Regions from separate parts of the Mus musculus genome. Here regions 2, 3, 4, 5, 6 and 7 are each linked to region 1. Evidence: chromatin contacts called from public Hi-C and promoter capture Hi-C data. All regions are on one chromosome and are shown on one strand. Each heading gives the region's core, a stretch centred on a gene start, on an enhancer-like site or on the middle of the called end of the contact. The rest is flanking DNA. Distances are from core to core; before and after follow the strand shown.

Region 1 (4,053 bases), core at 1,009-3,508:
ATCTCACTCTCTTTCTCTATTCACATTTGATGAGCTGGAGATTAGAACCTTACCGCATGAATTTCAAGAACGCTAACCTATTGCCATTTATGATCCTTTCCTGATGAACTGGAGTCTTACTCCAGAGACTGCTTCTAGAAGCATCTAAATTAAAGAAATCTCTAAAATATAAGGATTAAAAAAAAGCTATAGGCTTTTTAAATTAAAAATATGTTTTAGATTTACTTATTTATGTGTATGAGTATTTGGCCTGTATGTGTTGTGGACCAGTGAGATCAGAAGAGGGCAACAGATGCCCTGGGACTGGAGCAGAGGTTGTGAGTTGCCATATGGGTACTGGGAATGGAACCCGAGTCCTCTGCAGGAGTGGCCAGTGTCTCCAGACTCTTTTATATCTACACCCCAGGATGTGACCAGTGTCCCCTGTTCCATTAGCTCTTTCTGTGGTGCTGATTGAACCAGGGTCAGGGTATATTGGGCAAATACTACATCCACCCCCTGCTGATGGCCCTTTGCTGTGTTAGGTTTGATTGATTTTACCCTGGCCCCTGGCTGAGTGTTGTGGATGGAGGAGATAACAAATACAGCCTAACTAACTCAAGGAAGCAATGCTAGTGCCACTCTTCCTTGGAAATGAAATTACCCTAGAATAAGAAGCATCTAATTAACAAAAGTAATTACTCTTTTTTTTTTTTGTGGCGGCTCGTGCCTTTATTTTATTTTATTTTTTTAAAGATTTATTTATTTATTATATGTAAGTACACTGTAGCTATCTTCAGACACTCCAGAAGAGGGCGTCAGATCTCATTATGGATGGTTGTGAGCCACCATGTGGTTGCTGGGATTTGAACTCTGGACCTTCAGAAGAGCAGTCGGGTGCTCTTAACCACTAAGCCATCTCGCCAGCCCATAATTACTCTTTTAAAATGTTAATTACATTTTACTTATGTATTGAGTGGGAAGTATTTGGGGGTTAAAGAACAACATTCCAGAGTCTGTTTCTGGGACCTTGTGGGTAGTCAGCTTTGGCAGCAAGTGCCTTTAACCTCAGGACCATCTCAATATTCCATTTGCTCTTCAATAAGGTAAACTCCCTGTTTAGTCTATTACTCGGAGATCGATACCTCTGTGAGATATTTAATGAGCCGTAAGATACAGTTCTGAATTGATTACTGGTTTAATGGTCTCTATTAAAGGTACTCCTTGTAGTGTGGAATGTTGCTAGCAGAGGAAGCTGGTGACCAGGGCGATATTAGAACTTTCTAGAGATCCATTCCTCTCGATTTTACTGTGAACTTAAATGTGCTTGAAAAATAGTTAACTATTTTAAAATAAGGAAATTAGAGGTATAAACAGTAACTCCTACTGAATCTAATCGGGACTAAAAAAACACCTTCAGGAAAGATTCAAATTCATATAAAACATCAATTTCCTAGTGCCACCTACTGGTGAGACCTGACTATTGCTCTCGAAACAATTTTTTCCCCTTAGTTGACAAGTATTTTGTTTTGCTTTTAGACAAGCTTGTGCAGCTCACGCTGGTCTCACGCTTGCTATGTGGCTATAGGCTGTCTTTGAATTCCCACGATCCTCCTACCTCCACCTCCCAAGTACTAGGATCTTCATTTCTGCAACTTGTCATTAGAGTGCCCCATTATCCTCGGGGCCCTGCTCTGCAAGCTGACCTTTCAACTGCGTTGCAGCCAGGTCTTTCCTTTCTAGTTTCCCTTAAGGCCCTGCCTCTTTTTCCTCCCCCTCCTCTCCCTGTTCTTTTCCCCGCCTCCATCTTTCTACACACAACCTTCCCCTTAAAGCAGCTTCTAGTTCCGCCCAGGTTCGGCCCTTTTAATCTTGTAGTCCCGCCTCCACACTTTGGTTCCGCCTTCCCTTCTCCCGGGAAGGCCCCGCCTCCCTACCACGCCCCGTGCCCATAGTCCCGCCCCAATTAAGGTCTTGGCCCCGCCTCCACTCCCGGCCCCACCTTCTCAGCCCCGCCTCCACCCGGCCCCACCTCCCAGGCCCCGCCCCCTCCGTGGGCGGGTTTCCCTCTGGACTCTCTTCCCTTCCCTCCACACTTCCTCGGTTCCTTCCAGGCCTGGCCCTGAAGCCCTGCTCCAGGTTTGAGCCTATTTCCTCTAACAGCGCCTATCCGCTTCAGCCCAAGACCCCCTCCGCATTCACGCCCGTGCTCTCGTTCCCCTCGTGGGCACGCCCCTTCAGGGGCGGAGCTGAGCCAGGTGCGGCCCCGGGGCGTGGCCGGGTTCCGGGAGCGCAGGTGCGGCGTCCGCGTCAAGATGGCTGCCGCCTGTCGGTCTGAGGCTGGCCTCCTTCCCAGCCTCCTCTGCCGCCGGCCCGCCGGGGCCCAGCTGCTGCGAGTTGCCCTGTGTCTCCTGTGCTGGGTCCCGGCGGCTGTGGACGCAGTCCCCGAGCTCGGGCTTTGGACGAGGACGGTCAATGACGTAAGTGCTCTGTAGGGACTGAGGCGTGGCGCTTCTTAGGCTCCAGGGCCCTGGCTGGATAGCTCCGCCTGCGGACCAGTCTGGCCTTGGGCACATTCACTAGGGCTCTCTGGGACCAGCGGTGGGTCCTCTGACGCGCTTCTTGAGCCTTTTGTCTAGAGTGGGCTCTGGGAAGGGAGCGTCCCCCTCCTCTGCCTAGGCTTCTGGGAAGAGCGGTCCCACTGTGCTTTCCTAAGACGGCTTCCCTTTCCAAATGTTGTTGCTGCTCGCGAGGCTCTCCACCCGCCTCTCACTGTCCTGACACGGTGTCTCTAGATCTTGCTTTTGTTTCTTCAGTTCAGAGCCCCAATCTCTGCATTCCCAGCGGCATCGCTGGGACCGAATACTTCGGCTAGGTTACTACTACTGGGGCCACATCCACAAGGCCACAAGGTTTGTCTAGCCTTTCTGTTAGAGCATAAATTGAGTGTGCTCTACAGTCGTGCATAAAGTCACCTCGCCTCTCTTATTTTTCTTGAGTTTCTGTATATTCCTTAGTGTTCATGACTTCTGCGCGTGTCTGTGGAACAGGGTGTTTGCTTAAGAGTGTTTAAAGGGCGAGTCTGATGGATGAAAACTTCCGTAACTGGGCAGGCCGTTAGAGAACTTGACGTCCTGTATGGTTAAGAGATGATGTGGGAAGAAGGCAGAGACCAAATTGTGCAAAGTCTTGCAAAAGAGACAGGATATCGGGAAGCGGCCTTGTCTTGAGTCCAGAGTCAGATGACTCGCCCAGATCTGCTTGGGATGTGTGGAAACAGCGTCTAAGTTCTAAAGGTGACATTTATATTTATATTCCTTCAACCAAAAGTAGTATCAGAAGGTGCACATACTTCCAAACACAAAACTGCAGAGGCTCAAGTGTAGGCTTCATTCTGTGGCCCGGCTCAGTGTATTCATTGCGTTTGAGATTCTTCTGAGTAGGTGCCCAGTATTTTTTTTTTTTTTTTTTTTTTTTTTTAGCTGTCATATGCTTTGTTCAGGCTGAGTTTATTTCCTGTGTAGCTCAGGCTGGTAGTGTCAGCAGCCTTTTTTTGCAAAAAGCAGGATGATTATTTTTTTCTTATATCAAGTTGTCAGAAATGTATCTTTTAGAACAGAGAGAATGAAACATGTCTTTGTATACTTACCACGATAGGGCCTGCCCATCTCTATGGCTGTATTTCTCATCAATAAAAAGCAATGTTTGTTGAAGCACACTTTATGGTTTCCTGCTGCTTTTTTAGTGAATGCAGTTAAGCCGGTTTCCAAACTCAAAATAAGAGCATTGTGAATCAGCTCCATGAAAACTGTTGCTTGAGCATGTACCAAAAGATCTTTGTCAAGCGTACTTCAGATAGTAAGAATCCCACTGGGAAGAATGGCAGGTTCTTTTGACAAGCAGAGAAGTGTGTTTTTTGACTGTAGTTATGCTTTGGTCAGACTGAGTTTATTTCCTGTGTAGCTCAAGCCAGCAGTGTCAGCTTTGCAAAAAGCAGGCTGATTATTTTTTTTCTTAGAATAAGTTGTCAGAATTTGTCTTTTAGAACATGGAGAATAAGACTTTCATTTATGC
Region 2 (4,053 bases), core at 1,102-3,601, 1.4 Mb before region 1:
CAGAAGACTATAAACCGTCATGAAGATCCCTTCGCTCCTTTGCCCCAGCAAGCAGTCCCAGCATGCCACTTGGGAAGTGCTCGCACAGGTCATTTCACCCTGTCATACTTCAAAAAGCCAGAGTACAGATGACTAGGCCAGGCTTTAAGCTAGCTCCGGGGATCCCAGCCTTGCCTCAACCAGTGTTTCCTGAAAGTTCCCACCACTGCAGGCAAGTGGGAAACACAGCAGGCTAACTCGGACCTGCCGTCTTGCATGTGGGGTAACAGATATGAGCGACTGATGTACACAGGCCTCAGATGTTGAGATGATGTTATGAAGATGGCCAGGCCGCTACCTCTAGCTTTTAGAGGATGTCCCCCTTCACTGGGGAAGGCTAAGGTGTGCAGGACTAGGACTCAGCCCCAAGTTAGGCAAATGGCTATTGCTAGAAATGGCTTCCCAGCTACCTCATGCAACTTTTAAAAATACTTGGTCCTGTTGCCTTTTGAGTTAAACACTTTCTTCTGCTCACATGCTCAAGCTAGAACCCCAGCCAGCTTGGCTTAGGAGCTACCCTCCATCACCTCTAGTAGGTACCAGTTTCTGCTGCTGGTGAACAGGGAGACTCAGGGCACCAAGAGCCCAGATACTTGGCTTCACACATTGCTTAGCTATCTCCCTGGGTTCAGTAGCAATGTCTGTCTCTTTAACTACTGAGCCTACACTGTTGCTGCTGTGTATGGAACACAGGCTTGCACTGCCTCTGTCCACTGAACAGATGGAAGGTGCAAGGGACTTGACTTTTCACTTCTTGGAAAAGCCTAGTGATGATCAACTTTGGGACGTGGCCCATGTCTTCCTTCTTCAGATCCAGACCTCTTGGATACCATTGAAAAGGTTCAGGGCCTGCTATGAGTTCCAGGCTCCACCCAAAGTTAAGCTTCATTATCGTGCTGCCTTTGTTTTTAATGGTACAGGTGCCGGCCTGGAAGGCACATGCTAGCTTGAGCTATTCCCCAGATAATCTGCACTCTATATCCTCACTCATTCCCTTTCTTTGTCTTAATCTAGGTCTGGTCTTCATTCCCTGTCAGAGTCCTCTCCCTTCTGGATAGCTTTCTTTTAAAACCAGTGTGGGGCTAGGAAGACAGCATGGCTGGTAAAATGTTTCCACTGAAAGCCTGAAGATCAGTTAAATCCCCAGAACCCACATAAAAAAGTTTGTACACAGTGGTCTATGCTTGTAATCCCAGTGCCGGATAGGTGGAGACAGGTAGATTCCTGGGGCTTGCTAGCCAGCCAGTCTAGCCTAATTGTTGAGTTTCAGGCCAATGAAAAACTCTGTCTCAAAGACTAAAGTACGCGTACGCGCACACGCACACGCACACACACACACACACACACACACACACGTCTTTATACTAAAAATGAGAGAGACTGCTAGACGTAGCTCCGTCAGTTCAGGGCTCTTGGTCCTCACCTGGTTGAGCCAACCTACCCTGTTCAGGATCACCAGAGTGCCAGCTTGCAAGTCTGGCCAGAAAACCAAAGGCTTTCCATCTCCTGCTCTGTCGTTTTACACAAGTACCGCCATGCCACAGTCCAAAGGCTGGTCCAGCATATGTGACCAGTCACACCATACACTAAAACAGTACTGTCCCAGGGAAAGCCAAGTGTCTCACTTGTGAGGTCTACTATAATTCTCTTGACGGTGGCTTGGCAGGTGCTGCTGGTCCAGTTTTACAGATGAACAAGCCAAGGCTTGGATAGGGTAAGAGGGGTTTGGTTTGCCTAAGGTTCAAGGGTCTTACAGCTAAAAGAAAATTGGCATTTGAATCCATGTCTAGATGACATTGAAGTTCTTAATTCAAAAGCAAGATACTTCTCAAGCAAGATAATCTAGTTTCAATCCTGCCTACTCCTCTCAGGTCCTAACTGCTACCAGCCCATGGTCATGGCCGTGGAGGTAAGGCAGAACACCTGCTCTCTGATAACTCTAAGCCCCGCTGATGATGAATCTGTGACGGGCGCTCACAGGTTATTTCATTCTCTCGAATCACTATGACTCGCAGCACAAAGGTCCCTTAGCAAACAGCACAGCAATGGGCAGCTTGAGGCGCTGCGCCGTGCGTGTGACCCTGCTGATCTGGGAACCGAGGTCAGCCACTCGGCTCCCAACGTCCGGTTCAACTCCCTCTGAGTTGGCCTAGCCTCAGTTTACCTGGTCGTTGCAGCCGGACTTGTCCGGCTTCCTGCGCTGTCAGCGGACGCCTGCGGAGCCGCAGGACAAGAGGGGAGGGCGGAGAAGCCACAGCCAGTACCGCTGCAAGCACTTAACTCTTCTCCAAGGAATATAGGGACCGCCCCTTCGCAGTCGCGATATGGTGACGTCACGAAGCTGTCGCCACCAGGAGGACACCTGCTTCCTCCCGGAAGTCCGCCCTCCTGCTGTTAGGTACTTCTTTTAGCCACAGAACTTCCAGCAGGTGCCTAGTGTGTGCATTTGGGGAGACCGTGGCTGGCTCCAGGGTGACCCTGGGATACCCAGGCTCGGAGAGAGCGCATCCGACCTTTGAGCTTCTAATTCTGGCCAGGCGCTGCTTCTGGGCCAGGCACCTACTCATAGTTGTCCAGGAAGCACTCTGGTAGACAGTAACAAGTAGTTTTGTGCTCTAATGTTGACCCACCAAGGACAGGGATGTCTATATGTGTTGTATTCGTGGAGAAAACATAAAGGCTAGGAGTGATTTTGCCCATGATGGCTCCTGAGCCAGTAAGGGCTCGTCCAACCACTTATTTAGTTGTCTTGGCAGGTATGAAGCGATTCTGAAGGCAAAAGACACTTGTGTCCTTCCTTCAGCTACTGGGCTTTCCCCCATGAATCTTGTGTGCTGGGGGAAAGAAAAGACTGAAGCTTGTGTGTGCCAGCTAGAGGAGGAGTTTTGTCACCCAGTAAGCTATATCACAGATTTGGCAACTGGTCAGACTATCTTGTGGGATAGACTGGAACTGAGATAATGGTGGATCAATAACCGGCAAGACCACACCTTGACCAAGACTGCTTAGTTATGTACACCACTTGCTTTCTATTTGAGAATCTGAACCTCATGTCGGGACTCCAAAGATGGACTTTGGGGAGTCACTGAACCTTTTCCCCTTTCCTTTCTTGTCTTTTCTCTTTTCTTTCCAGTGTGACCACATTGGCAAAGTCGTAGCCAGCTTTTCACCATTTTTTCTTTAATGCACACAGTGAAGACAGATGGTGGCCTGTCTACTTTTTAGGCTTGTCAGGGCTCACCAACTTCACCTACTTGTAGCAGCACCCTGTTCTTCACGAACCTTATTTTAGGGGGAAAAGGGTGTGTGTGGGGTGATGGGCAAGTCCAGGCAGCAGGCATTCGGGTGGAAACATCCTCTACAACCACACCCCGAGTCCTCTGGCCTATGAAAATGTAAAGGGGACTCTGAGAAGGAGCCTCCTAAGTGAATCAAGGTCCAGACAGAGCATCCGAGGCTTCCATTGCCCCAGGAAGAAGCACAGGCTTTTATTAGATTCCTCTTATTTTTTCCCAGTGAGGCTTTTTTTTTTTTTTTTTTTTTTTTTTTTTTTTTTTTGGTTTTGGTTTTTTGAGACAGGGTTTCTCTGTGTAGCCCTGGCTGTCCTGGAACTCACTCTGTAGACCAGGCTGGCCTCGAACTCAGAAATCCGCCTGCCTCTGCCTCCTGAGTGCTGGGATTAAAGGCATGCACCACCACACCTGACTTCTTTTTTCTTTTAACACCAATGTTTTCAATCCTAGAAAAAGACCAGGGCTTTCCTTCCTGTGTGATTTTGTTTTTCTTCTTCATAGTTCATGATGTCAGCTGAGGTTGACAGCACAATGAAACCAAACCGATGTGACAGGAGCAGGCGATTTTGCTATGCTCTAGGTCTTGGAGCTGCACATCAAACCTGGGACTCATCACTCCATGGTTGCTTAGCCTGCTTGTGGGGTTGACAACATTCTTCCTAGCTCTGATATCAACGATTACAAATTCTCAGGTAAAATCAGGCTTCATCCTCACAGTTAG
Region 3 (4,053 bases), core at 649-3,148, 1.2 Mb before region 1:
TGTGCTTGCAATCTCAGCACTGCCTTAGCCCAGGCCGGAAGAGGTCAAGGGAGAAATGCAGCAGCTTTCTCTGCACATCTGGGACCTACAGTTTTGATGTGTGTGTGTGTGTGTGTGTGTGTGTGTGTGTGTGTGCTCGAAACTTCACAGGCTGGGAGGACCTGGAGTCTTGAATAGATAGAGGCAGATCGTTATCACATCAAGAACTACTACTGAAATTAGATAGGAGAAAGTCACTTGTGAGCAACACCGTAGAGAACATGAAACCGGAGAAACCAGCAGAGGTCAGAGTACATCAAAAGGTGCTTTGGGCAAGGGGTGATTTCAGCATAGCTGTGTCCTCATTAGTTAAGTTCTTTAGGAAGATCACTGGGACAAGTAGCAAGAGCCTTCAAACACAGACATTCTTAGGTTGGCCAATTCTCTTCGAGAATTTATTTAAGAAGTATAAGAGAATAGTTACAACGGCTTTAATTAACCATCACTAACACGTTATCTTTATTGAAAGTTATCTGCCAGCCAGCTTCCTAAGCACATTACACATATCCTATTTAATCTTTAGGTAATGCAACCAAAATCTGGACTCTCCTAAGCATCTATGACAGACAACTTGATTAAATAATCTATTGTCCAGCGGCTAGACACACTTGGAGCACTACGGAACTCCACCATAACTAGCGTTGAGTGCTTGCTCTCATGAGGCACTATGCTGAGTGCTTTCTATAAAGATAATTTAGTTCCATCGTCATACATCAATAAGAGAGGCACTATTTCACAGCAATTAAGAGAGTCAGGCTTTGTAAAAGGCTGAGGTGGAACTGGGAAAAGTCTGCCTGGAAGCTTTTAATTCTGTTATAATTTACTTTCATTGAAAGATAGCCATAAAGTTAAGCAGATCTTTACCTGCAACACATCCCAGCATCCCGGGAAGCTTGATTCGCGTGACTGAAATTTCACGGAAAACAGAACTATGGTGATATACACCCGTAATGCTAGCACTTGGAAGGCTAAGGCTTAACACAACGCCAGGTTAAGCTACAAAATAAGATCGTATCTCAAATGTAAAAAGAACACTAGGGAAAAGATCACTAGTAAATTGCCAACAACTTCAATGGAGTAACAGACAACTGGCCATCCCACGGACTTCTAGACATCTGACACTTACTGGTGGTTGGAACGAAGTTGTGCTAGTTCGATTTAACGGTGGTCAGAATGTCAACCTCTAGAATTGTTTCTCAAAATTTTGTTTATGTTGACCTCATTTGAGACGCACAAAATATCGTGCTTGGTGGGTCTTACTCTGATACTGTGGGTCTTGTCTGGCCGCAGTATAGTCCCTTCACCCTTATTTCCCACTATTCCTTAACAGTGCACTCCAGTCAATATCATCTTAAAATTGCCTAAAGCCATTTGCGATTTCCTTTGGGGTTTTCTTCACCTCAAATCCGGTATCGTCCAGGAACACCCTATGCTCACACCAGGACATTCCGGTGCAGGCTCAGGGCGAGAAGCTGAAGCAAAGGGAGACGTTTTCTAGGGGACTTGGGAGAGAATGGAGTGGATGCTCCCAGATTTAGCGTCGGTACCATCCACATCCACGTAGCACCCATCATGGAAAGAAGGAACGAAAGGAAGACCGGGATCTCCAACTTGAAAGTACAGGATTCTGACACACAGTGGACATACCCTACGAGGACACTGTCCCCACGGAACCGACACACACCAGAAGGGAAGACTCTCTGTCCACACAGGCCACGCCCACTAACCCTCCCCCAAGTGCCCAGTGTCCCCGTGTCTCCTCCGCCACCGCGTCCACTCGGCTTCTTGAACACCTAGACCCGCAACCCTCACCTTTGGCAAGAGTACTGGGAACCTGCGAACACTCACCGCCTCGTGTCGGGAAGGCAGTGCGCCTGCGCGAAGATCTTCGGCCTCTGAGCTCCAATCATAGTGTTGCCTTTGCATGAACTACACTTCCCAGAAGCATCAATAGCCGGCGCGCCGTGAGATGACGGGTAAAATCCTGCACAAGGTTGCACTCCAGGTCTGTGGTGCTGAAACGGATAGGACCAGGCTCTGACCCTAAACAGCACAAGTTCGATTTCTAGTTCGTTTCCGGTTTGCCAGTGTACCTATTTTTTCTGAAAGCCAGGGTTCCCGTTCTTTCAGTAGACTATCCCAGATGCATGAGCCCAGAAACATACCTGTCGCAGTCTTCCATCAAGAATTCGTGGTGTAGGTTTAATCCCAGATTTGGTAGCATGTCGGAGAATTTACACCCAACTCTGTAGCTGTAATCCTGAATGAGGGTGACCTTCTACCTACTGCTTCAGAGGATACCAGCCAAACAACAGACTTTAAACGTTGTAGCTCAGTCCATTCCCCACCCCACCCCCCTCTCTCTGTGTCCTGAACTCACTATGTAAACCAGGATGGCTTCAAACTTGGAGATCCACCTGTCTCTGCCTCCAAAGACCTGGGCTTTAAGGTGTGCATCACCCCACCTGGCCTCTTTGTATCTCAAAAGCTCAAAAAGGCTACAAAACTTCAAAAAGGAAGCAAAACTTCTAGGGAAAATTCTCAATTTGTGAGGCAAAAAAAAAAAAAAAAAAAAAAAAAAAAAAGGCAACCTTCATTTGGTACTATGAGATCTGGATTTGCCCCCTCTCTGAACCAAAAGACAGGTTTTGGCTTTTCTGGAATTAACTGGATACTGCAGAATATGAATTACAATATTTAAAGAAATAGCCAGGCCAGTCATGAGAAATTAAATGAGGGTCCCAAGCCCATACCATTTGTAATTGAGGGATTAAGGAACACTCTTTTGATAGGCTTAAGAAAGCTCCAGCACTGGGACTTCCAAAGGGATGGGCTGTTTCAACTATACATTACCAAAAAGCAGGGCTGATACCCATTCTCATCTGGCCATTGGGTGGTCACAAATGGTCATACCATACCTGTCTGAACAACTGGATCCTGAAACCCAAGATGACCCCAGTATCTCCAGGGACTGACAATGACTCTTTGATCTCCCATTACTATCTGTACACCCTTCCTAAAACCTTGATCTCTTTGGCTATCAATTAAACCTCTCCAATATCAGTTTTTCTTAAATAGAACCTAGAATTGGTAAAGAAGTAAATTTTTCTACTGAGTAAATACCTACCTTCTGGATGTTACATGTTCATGCTGCTTTCTGGAAGGAAAGTGATTTGCTGAACTCCAAGAGCAGTCCCATCAAATATTGACCACAGGTTTTGTCTCTCGTGCATGGCATCCAGAAACTCTCCAGTGTTGCTATGTCGGCTACAGGGGGCACTAAATGGGTGGCTTGTCAGTAGAGGGAATAAATCATATCACTAGGCTGCCAAGGTCTCAGCACTGCTGTCTAATTTTTGTTGATCCCTTTCGCCTCTGTCAGTCTCATGGATCTCTTGTAAGCCTCGGTCTGCCCCTAAGGCAGTGAAAAGGGCAGCTGTGAAAGGGTTCTTCTGCAATTCTGAAGGATGGCTGCATACAGAAATCCTCAACTATGTTCCCAGAGAGCTTGTAAAAGAGCCCTGTGATACTTTGGTTGGACAAGGTCAGGAGAAACATACAATCACCTCTTCTCAGGAAAATGATTCTTCCAGTCTGCTCCTGAGTTTCTTGGGGGCTGCATGGTATGTGCTCAGACATGGTCACGAACCTGTGACAGATTTGGAGGACATAGTTTACCAAGTCTTGCCACGTCTTCAGCTGCCTATAGGTCTTCATGGATATCCTTACTGAATGAACTAAAGCCTCCCCAGCCTGTGCTGCAAAGACTTACAAAGTAGCCAAGGCACTCTCACAAGCAATTCTGAACTTGCTCAGAGACTGCAGGTGTTTCGAATCATGACCAAGACATTAGGTAGCAAATGTGGCTTGCCCAACAACCACTGCCCTCAGGAAAGGTAGAAGCCTTAAATGATAATCCCAAGAAGCTAATGAAGAAAGCCCCTGTGTTACTTTCTATTGCCGTGACAAAACACCATGACCAGGGCAACACAGAAACAGTTTATTGCAGGCTTA
Region 4 (4,053 bases), core at 1,088-3,587, 1.1 Mb before region 1:
CTATACAGACTTTTGTCTCAGACCAGAGGGCTAAGGGTCAGGGGTCCCTGGAGGCATGGTGCTTTTACACTGCCCCAGTGGACAGTGGAGGGAGAAGACATCAGAGCAGCAGAGCCAAAGAAGGGCCTGGGACAAACTGATTCAGCACCCAGAACAGCTTCCCAGCTTCTTCTGCCCATGACATCAAAATCTGATCTTTTCCCTTCCTTTCCCATGCTCCATACAGGCACACACATTATCCTGGAGTTCTTCTATGCATGCTCATAGCAGGTACAAGAAGCATGTGCAGAATAATGCACTCAACACACACACTCAGATACAGATATTTTACACACACACACACACACTCAGATACATTCATACATACACACACACTCACACACACACTCACACACATGTTCACACACAGACTCACCCATGCACACAGACCCCCCCTCACTTGCATATGCACACACACACACACACACACACACACACACACACACACACAGATGATGCATGTGCTCCGTCTGTGAACACAATTCTGCATTTTCTAAGTTTTCATCAATGAATGAAGATGACTTCCAAATGAAAACTAGAGTTACAGCGAGCAAACACAGACAGGGCTAACTGCAACAAGGGTCTGTCACAGCCGGCCGGCCAGTGCTTTCTCCAAAATACCAAGATGGAGGCAGAGGAACCGCCCCTGACTGAAGGGGAAAGGACAGCCAACACAATCAGGAGTTTTGACCTGGCTCCTGGGCTAGGGAAAGGATATTAGTGGGGAAATGAGCAAATAGAACAACAATGGTCAATGGCAGAGTGCTAACTTTAACTTCCTGGTTTGGAGAGCCCTGTGGGGTTCCGAGTGAGGAGCAGACTTCCTATGCTGCCGCTATGGCTTTAGGAGAAATCTAAAACTATTTAAAAATAAGTCAAGAAAATCAAATCAATGACAATGACCTCATCCCCTCAAAGTCCCAGGACACCATGAAAGTACTTTTCCAGGAATCCAACTGCAGGGGACAACTGTCAGCACCTCTAGTGACAACTCTCTACCTGGCTGCTCTCCTGCCTCAGGAATCCAGCCTTCTTCCAGGGAGTGACAGGCCTAGACCCCTCCCTCCTCTGGCCAGGACAGTGTGCTGCATTCTAAAAAATGCCCCCAAACCTCTCTCCAGCCACAGAGACCCCTGGGAGGTAGCCACTCCTCTGATGATGATTTGCGTGACTGGCAAGCTCAATAGAATGTGGCAGAGCCATCCTGTCACCCATGCGACTGTTCCAAAGTGAGGCCCACACCCAGGGCCTGGCACACAGCTCAGGATCTGATCAGCTTGGCTGGATGCCCACGTTTGTGGGGGACTGGTGCTAGAAGAAACCTGCCTCTTAGGTGGAGTCTCTATCAAGGCCACCCACCTGTGGGACCCACAAGGACGCTTCCCAAGAATGGCTGTTGTTTAAGCAATTTGCCTAAAGGTCACTCAATGGGACCTAACCTTCCATGAAGACCAGAAGGGAAAGCGTTGGCCACACCCATTTTATGTAACCTGTCCTACTCCAAGTCTTCCTCCCCGCCCAGAGGCAGCATGGTCAAATTCAGGGCTAGGAAGAAAATTTCACCCACAAACTAGATATTACAGGAGGCGTGGCAGGGAGTAGGGGAGGTGGATAGTAGCAGGAGCCAGCTGAGGAAATACTGAATGCATTGCCGAGTGCTGGCAGGGTTCAGCGCCTAGTTCTGCTCTGCCGTGTCCCAGAGTCGGGCAGCAACAAGTTTCCCAGAGTCACCTGGGCGGTTCAGATTGTTTTATGGACGATGCTGTCATGAGCTCCCTTCGGCAGGGAACACACGTAAATCAAAGTTCAAAGTCAGCTGATGTGATTTGAGAAAATACTGGGAGACCTTCTTTCAGAAGGCCCTTTAGAGAGACCCCTAGTTCTTTGAACTTTAGTAAAGTACAAACAGCTAGGGGGAAAGAAACCAGGCAGTAGAAGTTTCTTAGAGGTCTGGATAGTCTAGAAGGTGGCTGGACCCCTCCAGCAAGAAAGTGGCCTGGGGATTAGCTCCTCATCCTTTGGGAAAGAGGAAAACTTGCTCTAGAGGAACCCAGCCTGGGAAACCCACAGGGAAAGAGGGAGCCTGAAGTTAACTGCCAGCGAGGTTCCCTGCCGGGTCTGCCCCTCCCTCCCCGCAGGTGGGGGCAGTCAACTCACCAGCTCCGGTAGGAAGAAGGCAAAGGGGATGGTGAGGAACAAGGCGGCGACCCCCGAGGGCACGTCAGGCGGGGCGTAGCTGGTGGCCGGCGGTGTGTCCCGGGAGGCCATGCTGTCACCTCTGCTGGCGTCTTTACTCCGTAGCACTCGCCTGCGCCCGCAGCTGTTCAAGAATCACCTCCCGCCCGACAGACAGACACACCCATCGGTCGGAGGGACGTCGCCTGGGAGGGGAAAAGAAAGGTTCCAGTAGAGCGGGGGCCCTTCTGTGCACTGTGCTAGCCAGGAGAGGGGACAGGACCAGCCTCGCAGAGGGTCTTTCTAGACTTTCCCTGCTAAGGAACTTTGAATGCTGGAGCAAAGGACTCCAGAAGAGATGAAAGGAACAGCTTTGTATGTATGCTCCTGGTGATCTCTATGCTCAGAGTGTAAGCAAGGGCTCTTTTGCTAAGATAAAGATTGTTTACTGAGGACCTACTGTGTGGTTAGCCACCTTCAGACACTTCTGAAGTTCAGATAGACCACCACCACGTGGCTTTGTTGTACCTTTCCAGTTAAGGTCACAGAGTGGTCACAAAAGCAGCATCTGCTTTTGTCCTCAGAGTCTAAATGAAGGATTGGAGCAGCCTGGTTTTCACCTCCCTCCTCAGGTACTCTGAGTCCCTCTTGGGTCCTCCTCTCACTGTCGTTCTAGTCCAGCTAGGACACAGGGTTGGGACCAGGCAGTTCCTTCCTGCTTAGAGCCTGGGGCTGGCTGCTTGGCTGTGCTTCCAGACCCAAAGCTCTTCCTTTCACACAACGCCAGGCAGGGCTGGAGACTGGGCCACCTTCTTCTTTAACAACCCACTAACCTTGGTTTGTTTTCCCACCGCCCTGAGGGAAGGCCTGGCGCCCCAGAGCCTTCTTCCTCCCCTCTTCGGCTCCAGCAGGCCAGTTGAAAAGCCTCCTCAGGAGTAGGAGAGGAGGCATGGAAGAGTTGTCCCAAGGACTGGGGGATGTCCTGCACAAGAGCCCTGTGTCTTGTTCCTTAGCAACAGCAGGGAATTCCAGGGCCTGTCCTGGGCAAGGTGGGAGGAGTAGCTGGTTCGCTCTGCCTGGTCTGGAGCAGCCAGCAGAGTCTGGATACATGAAGCTTGAAGCCAAGGCATTGCAGGGAAAGGCAAAGATCTTCCCAGCAAGCTTCCAGACAGCCTGTCCTCAACCTTTTCCAAGTCCTAGAGCGTATAGTTCACAAGCTCAGGCCCCCACACTGCTGACAGAATGGATCCAAAGCCACCCACCTTTTCTGAATGTCACACACAAGTGCTATGTCTCTCTTTGGGGCTGTGGCCCCCTTGGATGTGACCATAATCTACATGGGGCGTCAGGGAAGATGGGGCAGGGTAAGAGGTACACACAGGTTCCAGGGATTGAGCCCAGCCACCAGGCTTGAGGGACGGTGCCTTTACCTGATAAGCCATCTCACTGGCCTGGAAAGTATCAATTCTGAGTAGACTGTGACGTTAACTATGCACACTGTACTTCCTAGAGCAGCTTCTAAACACGTTCTAGTGACACAGAGACACAGATCATCACTGGTGCTCTTTTTGGATGCTAGCCTCACTCCTGATTCACTGAGAGATCCCGTCTCAAGGGATTATGTCAGAGCATGATAGAGCACACATCTGTATATACACATATTCACATACTGTGAATTCACAGTATGCTGTGCTCACACACGCAAGTTCCAGCAAAGAAAATTTCTACCAGTCAGGAGCTTGTGGCAGTCGAAATGAAGCAATAGTATCGTGGATGATAAAAATATGGGCAAAGTATTACTATGGTTGAGAGCAAAAATCATAGTGCTATTGGGTAATA
Region 5 (4,053 bases), core at 938-3,437, 1.1 Mb before region 1:
CACTCCATGACTCCTGCCCTGTCTGAATTCCTGCCCTGACTTCCTTCCATGATGGAAGACTATGTGGAAGTGTACATCAAATAAACCCTTCCCGCCCCAAGTTTTCATGTTTCACTACAGCAATAGAACCCCCACTAAGCCAGGCATCAACACAGTGTCCAACAAAAAGGAGCTGAGGCGGGGTCCCCATTCTTCACAATTCTAGAGTCTCAGAGGTGTCAATAAAAATAATCACTTAGTGGCTCAGCGTTCGCACTGATGGCACGTGAAGGATTTGGCTCCAAGGGAAAGTGTATTTTGTTAGGATGCAGCTGTGCTCTCCGCTGCTCTACTGCTCGCTTCGTTTACGGAAAGAAGGGTAATAAGGTTCTACATGCCACTGCAAGGCCCGGGAGTGCTGCAGACACGGCCCAATGGATAAGAACACTGGCTGCTCTTGCAGAGGACACAGGTCCAGTTCCCAGCACCCACATGGTAGCTCACAACCATCTGTAACATCTGACGGCCTCTTCTGACCTCCACAGGCACCAAGCATGCAATGCAGTTCAGAGACATACATGCAAAAAAAAAAAAAAAAAAAAAAAAGTCTTAAAAAAGACCTATCTATACTATGGAGGTGGTGGAACCATTTAGGGGTGGGGCCTTCAGGGACACATTCAGGCATTCAGACACTGGGCTGTGCCTATGGAGATACAGGGACCCATGCCCCTCTGTGCTGCTCCCCAGCCCCTGAGGGATGGAAGGCTTCTTTACCACATGCTTCGCCATGGTGTTCTTTGTTAACAGAGACCCAAAGCAATAGGGCCAACGGGCCAGAGACTGAACCCTGTGGAAATGTAGACCCAAATAAACCCTCCCTCCTTTAGCTTGCTTATAGCAGGGTCATGGTGATTAAGGAGCCAGCTGACAGAGGGTCACACAGAAGGACTGTACCTCTTCTGGACACTGAAGGGTCCACTTCAACACCTTTTTCGTAAGGAGTGCCGCCATTCAAGAAGAGTTCGTATGTTCTAGGAAAGAACAGTACATGTGACAGGTCCTTGTCATGGGCATTTATTTGTCAACTAGACTCTGCCAGGAATGAAGTTATTCATGGACATCTTACTAAACTCATGGGTAAATCAGAGTCAGGATGCAGACTCTTCTATGAGGTAACAACTCAACAGACTCTCTCCTAAGCACAAACTGCAGGAAGTGTGGTGTCCACATGGAGAGAAGGAAGATTCTGATGTCACTAAAATGATTTGACTTTAATGGTATGTAAGTAATAAGCTTTAACTTTCAAATGTATTGAGTCATTACTTGCAGTGAAGTCAGTATTCAGGTGTGCCCATCCCCTCCCCTGCTAGCTCTGTGCTCTTCGGAGTTGTTGCCCCTGTGTCCCATGTGCCTCTCTTCTGTGGAAGTGTAACTTAAATGCAGAGAGAAGCTAACGGGCCTCTTTATCCCCCACTGCACTCCTAGAGAGGTTTCCCTGGATCCACACACCCAGCTTTTGATGAACAGCAACTTCCTTCACACAACACACACTGGAGCAATTAAAAACAGCTCTCATTCCACCTCTGGGAAGGGACACCTCATCTCTCTACTAAGTACACTATAACCCTGAGTTACCATGCAATATATTACCATTTATATTATACTTGGTATAAAATAATTTTTTCAAAAAATTATAAGAAATCAGGGTGTCCATAATGATACAATGATAACTAATGTCCTCTCCTCCTTGCTAGGGTGATGCCAGATAAATGGTGGCCTGGACTCTTATCTCTGCCCAGTGGTAAGAAGGCTGTGAGGGGGTGTTGCCTAAGGTAATCCTCACATTACTTATTACTGAGATAGGAAGTAATCTCCAGATCAGAGACAGAGGAACCTGAGACCTGGAGATGTTAAGGAACCCAACCGGTCACCCAGGAGGAGCAGGGCCCACCCAGAATCATCTCACTCCAATCTGCCCTCTGTCTGCCTCTCTGTACCCCCTGGGAGCTTATGCTCTTGACTTGGGTTTTTATTTTCCCCTATTTAAGACTGAGATTACCTATTTTCTTGTTAGCTTTTGAGACGGGGAGGCAATCTGTTCTCCCTTGTGTGTGTAGCACAGGGATTGGCCCAGTCTGCTCCTGCTCTTACAGCCTCCGTTTGTTTACAGTTGTAGCCACTGCGGGCTCTGTGACCTGCCTGCTAAGGGAGGCAGAGGATCGCAGACTCACCATCTGCTCCCTGAAGCGAGCCAGGCTCTATTTTGAGCACAGTGAAGTGTGGTGAATCAATGGGGGCTGCGGACTGAACGTTCTCAGCACACAGCCCAGGCAAACTCCTTTTAAAACATGAATTCTCTGGGTCATTTCCTTCTCATTAGGGGAGCATGTGAGCTGTTTTCCCATGCTCCCTCAGACACTAAGATGGATACGAGATTCCTCTTCCCAAACTTGAACTATTAACAGAACACATCTGAGGTAGACAGTCCCGAGGGATTTTTCTACAAATCACTCACTTGTAAGGAATAGTGAGCTGACTTACTTTGCTGGAATAGGAACTCCACTGGCATCGAAAAGCTTAAGAAACACCCAGCCACAGCTTAACTCTCCTCTCTCACCAGTTGACTGAAATAAAACGAACACATGGAACAGTGCTTGAGCTAGCCACTTATGAGCACACACTGCGTCCTCACATCCTCTCTAAGCACCTAGCTGTCCTCAAAGAAATGAGATGCTGCATGCCAGGGCTCCATTTTACTTGTAGGTCAGGTGTTAAAAATGGTATTCAAATGACAATTCTGCTTTATCACAGTTGCTTTGAAAGGTCCCTTAAAACCCCACCCTGAGGTAACTGTTGCCACTGGGTGGGTCTTCAGTGCTATACAGTTTGGGAACAGTGTCAAATCACAGGATCCTACACGGCATTTTGAAGCTTTGTCTTACAGGGGAATGGACTAGAGGAATCAGTAACGCAAGGATCCCTTTCCTCAGCCCCCACGCCAGTTGCCAGGATCAGTGGGGCTCACCTGTCTCCAATGCCCTACCCATCTATCCTGAAGATGTAACGGGATCTCTCTCAGGATCAGAGTCCGCACACGGGGGATCTCTGGTGAGTGTGCACTCCAGTGGGTTATTTCTCTGACAAGCATTAAAGCACACTTCTGACGTTCCCTTGCCATTGTCTCAAGTCCCTAAGTAAGAACTGTGCCCTACAGGGTTAAGTGGCCTCCTCTGGGAAGTCCCAGCCTTTAAGAGACATTTTGTTCTTTGAAAGCAACTGGAGTTCATTGATGCTATAAATGCCAACCAAACCCTTCTGCCTTAGCTAACACTGAGCATTACCACACACAAATGGGAACCAGAGCAGAAAGATGGCTCAGAGAGTCAAGGTGCTTGCTGCCAAACCTGACAACCTGAGCTCGATGCTCAGGACCACACGGTGAAAGGAGAAAGTCAACTCCTAAGACTGTTCTCTGATCTCCATGCTGTGCCCACTCATAAAAAAAATGTTAAAAAGAGAGAGAGAGAGAGAGAGAGAGAGAGAGAGAGAGAGAGAAAGCAGGGTAGTGGTGGTGCATGCCTTTAGTCCCAGCACTTGGGAGGCAGAGGCAGGCGGATTTCTGAGTTCGAGGCCAGTCTGGTCTACAGAGTGAGTTCCAGGATAGCCAGGACTACACAGAGAAATCCTATCTTGAAAACTAATTAACTAACTAACTAACTAAATAAATAAATAAATAATTTAAAAAAAAAAAAAGAGAGAGTCATGGGCTGGAGAGATGGCTCAGTGGTTAAGAGCACTGGCTGCTCTTCCAGATGTACTAAGTTCAATTCCCAGAAACCACATGGTGGCTCACAACCATCTATGATGGGATCTGACACCCTCTTCTGGTGTGTCTGAAGATAGCAATAATGTACTCACATAAAATGAATAATTAAAAAAAAAAATGAGAGTCAGCATCAATCTGGTTCCTTCAGAGTTAATTTCTGATACACAGAAATCCTTCTTTGTGGTTTCAGTGTGGATCTCCCCTAAAGGCATGTATGTTTGAATACCTGGTCTCCAGCTGGTATACTG
Region 6 (4,053 bases), core at 919-3,418, 1.0 Mb before region 1:
GGTCAGGACTAACCTCCAAGTAGGTCCTGGGAATGAGACCCTCAACTCCTTCAGCATCCTTAGCCAGCCACCAACCATCAGGCTTCTTTTCAATTATATGGAGAACGTCCCCTTTCTTAAATGGAAACAAATTAGAAACTGAACAAAAATTATAAAACCATGAACAATATTTCATTACAAATGCTTCAAAAATATCTTTTTTTTTTACAAAGGTAAAATGAGTTTATTTAGTCCCATTTAAAAGAAAAAGAAAAAAATCCATAACACTCTACTACTGACTCTTTGTGACTATAAATGAACCATCACATGAAGCATATATTCAAGTGACAAGCACCTTTTCACTGTACGTGTGCGTGTGTGTGTGTGTGTGTGTGTGTGTGTGTGTGTGAATGCTTTGCCTGCCTGCATGTCTATGTACCACATGAATGCCTGGTATCTATGAAAGTCAGAAAGGGCCTTGGATTCCCTGGAGCTGGAGTTACAGGTGTTTGTGAGCCACAGTGTGGGAGCTGGCAACCAAACCCAGGTCTTCCGTAAAAGCAGTCAGTGCTCTTAATGGCTGAGCCATCTCTCCAGCCCCCTCAGTACCATTTAAGGCACCATGCTCATGCTAACACTTGGATTATATAGAAGACACTGTGGATTTTGCATCTCTCTTTGGACAATATCTTTCAGAAGCAGCATGTGAATCCTTGAGGAAAATCAGTTCTGTGAAATTAAAATTAAACCATATGCTGAAGCAAAAATAGAACTTATCCAATATATTCCAATTAACACCTGGAATGACATTTATGCATACAGAAAAATATAATCTACCATCTAGGTATGCTAGTGATACCTTTAATCCCAGCACTGGGAATCTATCTATCTATCTATCTATCTATCTATCTATCTATCTATCTATCTATCTACCTACCTACCTATCATCTTTAATGAGCAAAGAAGTTCTACCACTGATGATACTGAGAAGCAAAGTGTTTCTTAGAGTATACATTATGTCTAATATTGGTAGCATTCTTCAAAACTGAAAAAGAATCCCATGAACTAAAATGTAAATGTGTAAGTTTTATAATAAACTTATACATCATATTATTCGTTATTTAATTCTGAAAATTGACAACTACAAGGACTAAGATTAGTATATTCTTTAACATTTTCACTCATGTTGATGGCAGAAAGTCACAAGCTTCTTCAAGAACCACAAGTCTCAGGCCAGGCTGACTTAGTGGGAAAGTGGTTGTCTAGTACTTGTAAGGCCTGCAGTTTGCTCTCTAGCACCGAAGAAGCAATAAATACCCTGACGGGGTTTGGGGGGGGGGGTGAGGGGTGGTGGTGGTGGTGGAAGGGAGTGTTTTGTTTTTTTGAGGCAAGGTCTCATCATGTAACCTTGGCTGGCTTGGAACTCACTATGTAGACCAGGCTGATTTTGAACTTGCATCTGTCTGTCTCTGCCTCCTGAGTGCTGGCAGTAAAGGCCTAACTCCATTGCCAGGGGCTGCAGAAGTGTCTCTAACAACTTGACGCATGCCTGTTGCTGCAAGCTGCAGGCTCTCCTTAAGTAATTTCATGCATATCACAAGTATAAAATTTACCCTTATTAGGAGTTATCAAACCTGCAGCTATTTTTTTAAAAAAATCTTTAGAAGGAGTAATTTTAATAAGAGAGCCTCTGATTAGTGATACTTAGATATTTTGGTTATTTTTCTAAAGATGGATTATTCTCAGGACTGTGTAACATGAGCACGCATAGCCTTTTGTACTGTTAGCCATGCAGTTACCCTGGCTATCCTGCAAACTTACTCCGCCTTACCTTAAAGGTCAAGTCCCCAGTCTGCTGAGCAGCGAAGTCCCCAAGAGCGATGTATGTGACAGTTTCTGTTTCTGCTTGTTTCGGGGAGGCTTGCTCTTGCTTTCCTTCTCCATCCCCTTCTGACTCTTCTTCCTCTCCACCAGTTTCTTCTTCATCATCTTCAGTCGTGTCATCTTCCTCCTTGTCACTGTGTGCCTCAACTCTGTAAAAAACACTTCTATCAGGAGGACCATCTGGAGTCGCATGGGGGCGGGGGAGGAGGGGGCAGTTCTATCAGGAAGACGCCTGGAGTTGCATCCTGGCATAGTGAGTGAGCAGAGAAGGCCTGCATGGACAAGAGCGGCTCTGTATTTGGAGCTGGAAGTGGAAGGAAGCAGGAAAGTGTGGCTGACAGTTTCCACCCGCAGGCTGAGCTCATGGGTGGGAGGCACTGAGGTGGAGGAGGAGCCGGAGTGGTCCCTGCGCACACTGCTCAAGCATCCCCTCAAGCGGTGCAGACAGCATGGGCACAGGTTTCAATTCTGCCTCTGCTTATCCCTCCTTGAATAAACTCGGGTAGATTAGCTGGTCTGTGTGCTTGCAGTGCTGAGAATGGAACTGAAGGCAAACGCCTGACTACTGAGCCATCCCCCCAGTCCATGGCCAAACTGTGGCCGCAGCCTCCCAAGTGTGCGATTAGAGATGTGTACCACCACACTCATAAAAAAGCTGTAATCATCTCTCAAAAGAAAAGAAAAAAGAGGGGAGGGGAGGGGAGGGGAGGGGAGGGGAGGGGAGGGGAGGGGAGGGGAGGGGCTATGATTCCTGTTGGCTGACCCACTGGTGAGCTGTCCTTGTTTCTGCTGCTCCTTTGTTCCCTTTCTTGGATTTTCTCTGGCCCCCTCCTTTCTCCTTTGGCTCCTTAAGTCGGAAGCTCTAATCTTTTCTCAATCTTCTTTCCAAATTACTCATTCAAACCTATACACTTTCCCCTAAGCACCACTTTGGCTATAACTCACAAGATATATTCATTTTCTTATTCATAACATGTTCTGTCAGTGCAGTATTTTCTTTGACTCATGAGTTATACAAAAGTGTATGATTTAATTTGCAAATACTGGTGACTTCTATTTTTTATTATTGAATTTTAATGTAATTCCAAAATTTCAAACAGTATACATGACACAGATTCAAATTTTAGAAACACACTGACAAGTATTTTGTGGCTTCTGCAGTTCCTTTAATTAACAATTGATGTCACATGTGCACTGCCCTTGAAAAGCAGCACACTGTCCTTGTGCACAGAGATCCATACAGTCTACACAACATCATTAGTCAAGGTTGCTGAGCACCAGGACTGATTTACTGACCCACGGGCCTGGCAACTCTAGCTTTATACACTTGAATCTGTTGTTGGGATTATATTTCCCCTAGTGAACTCACTCTTCTATAAATATAAAATGGTCTCGCTATGTAGTAAACACTTCTGGCCTAAATATCTACTTTGCCTGGTTAAAGTAACGGCCTTACTTGGCCTTTGTTAGCATTTGCATATAATATATTTTCTAATCTCTTACTTTGAAGTTATCTATTAGTTGTCACTAATGTATAACTCTTATAAGCAATATGCATATTTGGGTCTACAAAAAGAAACAATACAAAACAAACAAACCCAAACCCCAAGGCAACCTGACAATCGCTCTCTTTTAAGCAGAATGCTAGTCCACTTACCTTTGACGCAGTTGTCTCAGTGATGACATCACAGCACGTCATCTTTAGTTTACTTCCGTCTCATGTGCTACTTTTGTTGTTTCCCTTCTTTTCTTTTAAAAAAATTGTTTACTGAGTAATTTTTAGCATTCCAGCTGTTTGTATAGTTTTCTTAGTTATGCATTTATAATAGACTACCTGCTTATATTGCTCATTTACCTCCGTTAAGTTTTATTTTTGTTTTGGCATGTCTAGTGACTTTTTTATTAGATCCTGTGATGGGCATATTTATACACGGGATCATATTGTGTTCTTATAGTGCTGATATGTTTAGTGTTATACAGCATTAGCCCAGGATGTCCTGGAACTCCCTTGTAGACCAGGCTGGGCCTTAAACTCAGAGACCACCTGCCCCTGCCTCTGGAGTCTGTGCACCACCATTGCCTAGTTCTCGTTAAGTCTCTTTACTCTCGGATTTAAGTCTGAATTTTTCCAGCATTATAATCTGTTAAGCTCTCAGATTCTTCTTCTCTTCCTTCTCCTCCTCCTCTTCC
Region 7 (4,053 bases), core at 1,102-3,601, 1.0 Mb before region 1:
TCAGAGGGAACTTCATATAGTTAAGTAGGAGGGTAGAAGGAAAAGAAATGTCCAGGGGAATGGTCCACTACAAAGCTAGGGACACACAGGACATACAAACAGGTAGTAGTAGTAGAGAGCAAGGGCATAGGGCACCTACATGTTTAGAGCAGGATGCTAGAAGTGACTTAGAAAAGGATGAACATAGCCGGATGCTGCACTTAAGCAATGAGACGAGGGCTGCTGACATGGCTCCGTTTTTAAGATTATTGACTGCTCTTGCTCAGGACCTAGGTCCAGTTCCCAGGAACCAGCTTGTAATTGCCTTATAACTCCAGTTCTAGGGGATGTGACACTTTTCTCTGGCCTCTGCAAGTACCAAGTAGGCATCTATGTGGTACACAGACATGCATGCAGACAAAACACAAAACATTCAAACTCATAAAAAAAAATCATAAAACAAACGAAAACCTAAAACAGCACAAATACCTGGTCTTCCAGGAACAGCCCAGAGGCGGAGCTAGTCCAGCCACAAGTCAATTTAACCCCAAGTTTTCAGTTTAGGACAAAATGTACTTCAAAAAACCTATCCCAACTAAGCCTCAATAAATGATGTTGACAACAGAGCTGACCCTGCTCTGGGGCTGGAGATGGATCACCTGGGAAAATGCCTACTGCACATGCATGAAGATCTGGCTTAAACACCCAGCACCCATGTAAAAACCTGGGGTGGAATGGGGCAATCTGTAACAGTAGTTACAGGACCAAGACTTTGGATTCTCAGAACCCACAGTGGAAGTAGCAGTCTCCAGGACAAACTTCCAGTCTACACCTACATACACATCACACATGCACTCACACACACGTGGACATATATTCAGTACACACACTACACATACAAGAGAAGAAGAAAAGGTGAAGAACAGTCCAGGAAGGCACTGATGCTGACCTCTGGTCCCCACACAACTGCCCACCGCCACCACCCACAGGCAGATAAGAACCCTATTCTACCTCAAAGATCTTCACCTAGTTCTCAGTGAGGAATGCTGACTAGAAAGCTTCAGCCAACTAAAGCCCAGACAGGATGGCTCTCTGAAAACTGGCGTTTCAGCCCTTGCTGGATTCATAGAATAAGATCTAAGTCACATATAAGGCTCAATAATCCTAGGAAAATGGGCCATGGTGTTTCCCTGGAGAACAAACTGATTTTCTTAAAAATGTAGACAATGCGTCAGAAATACATCTTATAAATAACCAAGGCTTTGGTCACTTGATAGGACTGGCATTTATCTTTAAGCTTACTCAACAGTTTCTCTTTCACATATATATTCCGTTATATCACATGCATTATTTTTTTTAATTTTAGTTTTTTTACTCTCTACATTCTTCAAAGTGCAAATATCTTGCATTTGTAATGCTTAATTCAGGCATTTGACACAGCTCCTAGGTTTTCTGAATATGTCTAGAAAAATGACTCATAATGGTCCGTTGATCAGATCTGCCTCCAGGCTGTACCAAGGTGAGATTCCATCAGAAAGTCTCTGCTTTCAGGCTCCAAATCTCTTACTGCAGCAAACTGAATGGTAGGCAAAAATACTGCTTTCTTTTGTGAGGAGGAAAAAGATTCAAAGATGTTTAATTTTTTATTTTAAAAATAGATTCATAAAGTGCAAGAAATTATTTCTCTCCAGTGCTTTTTATTTTCATCTTCGACAAGCTGTTGAAAAACAGTAAGAAAAAAAAATCAGTAACACAGTAGTATCTTTAACTTCAAATTTCTGTACTGTGATCGCAAACCATGAACTAAGAGAAGAAAACTATAGGACTGAAGAATAACTATGATGAAACGCAAAGCTCCTGCCATCCACGTTAAAAAGCCACTGTGGACCCTATGAATGTGGAGGCTGGGCGTGAAATGACTCCCTCCCCCATTTCGAAGTTAAATGTTAAGGTGTAACTGCATCGCACGTGGTAAAACATTCCCATTAAATACCCTCAGCAAACTGAGCTGTTAATACCTGAAAGTAAGTTGTTAGAGAAGACAAAACTATTTTCTTTCTGAAGCAAGCCATGTTCTTGCAAGCCGTGCAAGGACGACTCCTGGGTCGCGCGGCTCCCACGATCCGGGCTGCGTTGGGCTTAGGGAGTGAGAACCCGGCGGACTCGGGCTGCAGCGCGTGCTCAGGCCAGGTCCAGCTTTTTCTGAGTCGTTGCCAGCTTGTCCTGCAGCCTCCGCTTCCTCCAGTCTAGGTAACGCCTCCGCAGCCGATTCGCTTGCCAGCCCAGGACCACTCCAGAGGCGAAAGCCACTAGCACGGACACCTGCAGCGTCCTCTCAGACACGTCCGCCATTGCAACCACTCAGCACAAAGTAGAGTGAGCTACGGATTGGCGCAAGGATCAGATGCCACAGCGCTCGCTTGAGGCCCGCTCTGAGTCTGCGCGAGGAAAGGACAGGAAAGGAAGCAGAGTTCCCTGACTCTTAGATCAGGAGTCTTAACTGTGATGTGAGATGGTCTTGGTTTCTGATGGGCTCCGCGTTTCTTCTACATTTCTTGTTTGACATTAGTCAGATATTCACTTGCATCATACCCGAAGTGTTATCTACTATTGTTCGTTTTTGTTTTGTTTTGTTTCTTTCTTTTTGGTTTTTCGAGACAGGGTTTCTCTGTATAGCCCTGGCTGTCCTGGAACTCACTTTGTAGACCAGGCTGGCCTCGAACTCAGAAATCCGCCTGCCTCTGCCTCCCAAGTGCTGGAACGCCTGCGCCACCACGCCCGGCTTTGTTCGTTTTTCTTATCTAAGCTTTCTGGTAACTCGATTTTAAAATAAACAAATAGAGAAAAAAACTTAATAACACTTAAAAAGAACAAATTTAGATGAAATGGTCTTTAATACGTTTTCTCTTACCCCAGTATACAGGGTATTTTAATATATAATCTTCCAAGTTACTAGTGTCAATGCAATAGCCACAGCTCTCATCAATGGAATAAAAAGTGGACATTGTCAGACCAATGACCTTTAAGTACTTAAAAAAGAGAAGCAGCAGCGGTCGCCATCTTGGTCTGAGACCCGCCGAACTTAGGAAATTAGTCTGAACAGGTGAGAGGGTGCGCCAGAGAACCTGACAGCTTCTAGAACAGGCGGAAGCACAGAGGCGCTGAGGCAGCACCCTGTGTGGGCCGGGGACAGCCGGCCACCTTCCGGACCGGAGGACAGGTGCCCACCCGGCTGGGGAGGCGACCTAAGCCACAGCAGCAGCGGTCGCCATCTTGGTCCGGGACCCGCCGAACTTAGGAAATTAGTCTGAACAGGTGAGAGGGTGCGCCAGAGAACCTGACAGCTTCTAGAACAGGCGGAAGCACAGAGGCGCTGAGGCAGCACCCTTTGTGGGCCGGGGACAGCCGGCCACCGTCCGGACCGGAGGACAGGTGCCCGCCCGGCTGGGGAGGCGGCCTAAGCCACAGCAGCAGCGGTCGCCATCTTGGTCCGGGACCCGCCGAACTTAGGAAATTAGTCTGAACAGGTGAGAGGGTGCGCCAGAGAACCTGACAGCCTCTGGAACAGGCAGAAGCACAGAGGGGCTGAGGCAGCACCCTGTGTGGGCCGGGGACAGCCAGCCACCTTCCGGACCGGAGGACAGGTGCCCGCCCGGCTGGGGAGGCGACCTAAGCCACAGCAGCAGCGGTCGCCATCTTGGTCCGGGACCCGCCGAACTTAGGAAATTAGTCTGAACAGGTGAGAGGGTGCGCCAGAGAACCTGACAGCTTCTGGAACAGGCGGAAGCACAGAGGCGCTGAGGCAGCACCCTTTGTGGGCCGGGGACAGCCGGCCACCGTCCGGACCGGAGGACAGGTGCCCGCCCGGCTGGGGAGGCGGCCTAAGCCACAGCAGCAGCGGTCGCCATCTTGGTCCCGGGACTCCAAGGAACTTAGGAATTTAGTCTGCTTAGGTGAGAGTCTGTACCACCTGGGAACTGCCAAAGCAACACAGTGTCTGAGAAAGGTCCTGTTTTGGGCCTTCTTCTTCGGCCAGGAGGAGGTCCAAATACAAGATATCTGCGCACCTTCCCT

The links. Promoter capture Hi-C pulls out the DNA fragments that hold promoters and counts their contacts. A called contact is a pair of places that touch in the nucleus more often than the background predicts.
Region 2: a promoter capture Hi-C map of pre-B cells shows a contact between it and region 1, with 2.0 times the contacts expected there. The contact joins the promoter of Fahd2a here to the promoter of Tmem87b in region 1.
Region 3: a contact with region 1 is called in a Hi-C map of B cells, with 12 read pairs. The contact joins the promoter of Zfp661 here to the promoter of Tmem87b in region 1. A contact is called at or near these places in 8 of 39 promoter capture datasets (the 3T3-L1 cell line, 3T3-L1-derived adipocytes, the C10 cell line and 4 more), 5 of 484 Hi-C or Micro-C datasets (B cells, CD4 T cells, erythroblasts and 2 more), 6 of 115 datasets of contacts at active chromatin or transcription factors (the 230-238 cell line, embryonic stem cells, large pre-B cells and 2 more) and 2 of 9 other capture datasets (adipose tissue and liver).
Region 4: a contact with region 1 is called in a promoter capture Hi-C map of embryonic stem cells, with 2.1 times the contacts expected there. The contact joins the promoter of Mall here to the promoter of Tmem87b in region 1. A contact is called at or near these places in 2 of 39 promoter capture datasets (embryonic stem cells and hippocampal neurons) and 1 of 115 datasets of contacts at active chromatin or transcription factors (embryonic stem cells).
Region 5: a promoter capture Hi-C map of hippocampal neurons shows a contact between it and region 1, with 4 times the contacts expected there. The contact joins the enhancer-like site here to the promoter of Tmem87b in region 1. A contact is called at or near these places in 4 of 39 promoter capture datasets (the 3T3-L1 cell line, the C10 cell line, hippocampal neurons and 1 more) and 4 of 115 datasets of contacts at active chromatin or transcription factors (the 230-238 cell line, embryonic forebrain, embryonic stem cells and 1 more).
Region 6: a contact with region 1 is called in a promoter capture Hi-C map of hippocampal neurons, with 4 times the contacts expected there. The contact joins the enhancer-like site here to the promoter of Tmem87b in region 1. A contact is called at or near these places in 3 of 39 promoter capture datasets (cranial neural crest, hippocampal neurons and liver), 4 of 115 datasets of contacts at active chromatin or transcription factors (the 230-238 cell line, embryonic stem cells, extraembryonic endoderm stem cells and 1 more) and 1 of 9 other capture datasets (adipose tissue).
Region 7: a contact with region 1 is called in a Hi-C map of B cells, with 13 read pairs. The contact joins the promoter of Mtln here to the promoter of Tmem87b in region 1. A contact is called at or near these places in 9 of 39 promoter capture datasets (the C10 cell line, cranial neural crest, embryonic stem cells and 5 more), 1 of 484 Hi-C or Micro-C datasets (B cells), 4 of 115 datasets of contacts at active chromatin or transcription factors (astrocytes, embryonic forebrain, extraembryonic endoderm stem cells and 1 more) and 2 of 9 other capture datasets (adipose tissue and liver).

Annotation. Positions count from the first base shown.
Region 1 is chr2:128,816,045-128,820,097 of GRCm38.p6, forward strand. It overlaps Tmem87b (transmembrane protein 87B), which reads left to right and starts at 2,259. Exons shown (of 19, transcript NM_001355629.1): 1 at 2,259-2,459. The coding sequence starts at 2,295.
Region 2 is chr2:127,442,214-127,446,266 of GRCm38.p6, forward strand. It overlaps Fahd2a (fumarylacetoacetate hydrolase domain containing 2A), which reads right to left and starts at 2,352. Exons shown (of 8, transcript NM_029629.2): 1 at 2,204-2,352.
Region 3 is chr2:127,582,779-127,586,831 of GRCm38.p6, forward strand. Zfp661 (zinc finger protein 661) reads right to left here and starts at 1,899. Exons shown (of 5, transcript NM_001111029.1): 1 at 1,852-1,899.
Region 4 is chr2:127,727,560-127,731,612 of GRCm38.p6, forward strand. It overlaps Mall (mal, T cell differentiation protein-like), which reads right to left and starts at 2,338. Exons shown (of 4, transcript NM_145532.3): 1 at 2,197-2,338. The coding sequence starts at 2,307.
Region 5 is chr2:127,755,159-127,759,211 of GRCm38.p6, forward strand. It overlaps Nphp1 (nephronophthisis 1 (juvenile) homolog (human)), which reads right to left. Exons shown (of 20, transcript NM_016902.4): 14 at 2,521-2,603; 15 at 934-1,010. Among named protein-coding and RNA genes, the nearest start is that of Mall, 27 kb to the left of the region's middle. Within about 2 kb of position 2,188, at least 56 of the 459 cell types and tissues checked have an H3K27ac peak or open chromatin away from gene starts, as enhancers often do. A contact at or near this core is called in hippocampal neurons, where this site is marked.
Region 6 is chr2:127,772,088-127,776,140 of GRCm38.p6, forward strand. It overlaps Nphp1 (nephronophthisis 1 (juvenile) homolog (human)), which reads right to left. Exons shown (of 20, transcript NM_016902.4): 5 at 1,811-2,012; 6 at 14-115. Among named protein-coding and RNA genes, the nearest start is that of Nphp1, 15 kb to the right of the region's middle. Within about 2 kb of position 2,169, at least 17 of the 459 cell types and tissues checked have an H3K27ac peak or open chromatin away from gene starts, as enhancers often do. A contact at or near this core is called in hippocampal neurons, where this site is marked.
Region 7 is chr2:127,790,137-127,794,189 of GRCm38.p6, forward strand. Mtln (mitoregulin) reads right to left here and starts at 2,352. Exons shown (of 2, transcript NM_001384135.1): 1 at 1,998-2,352; 2 at 1,246-1,696. The coding sequence starts at 2,331. The coding sequence ends at 2,161.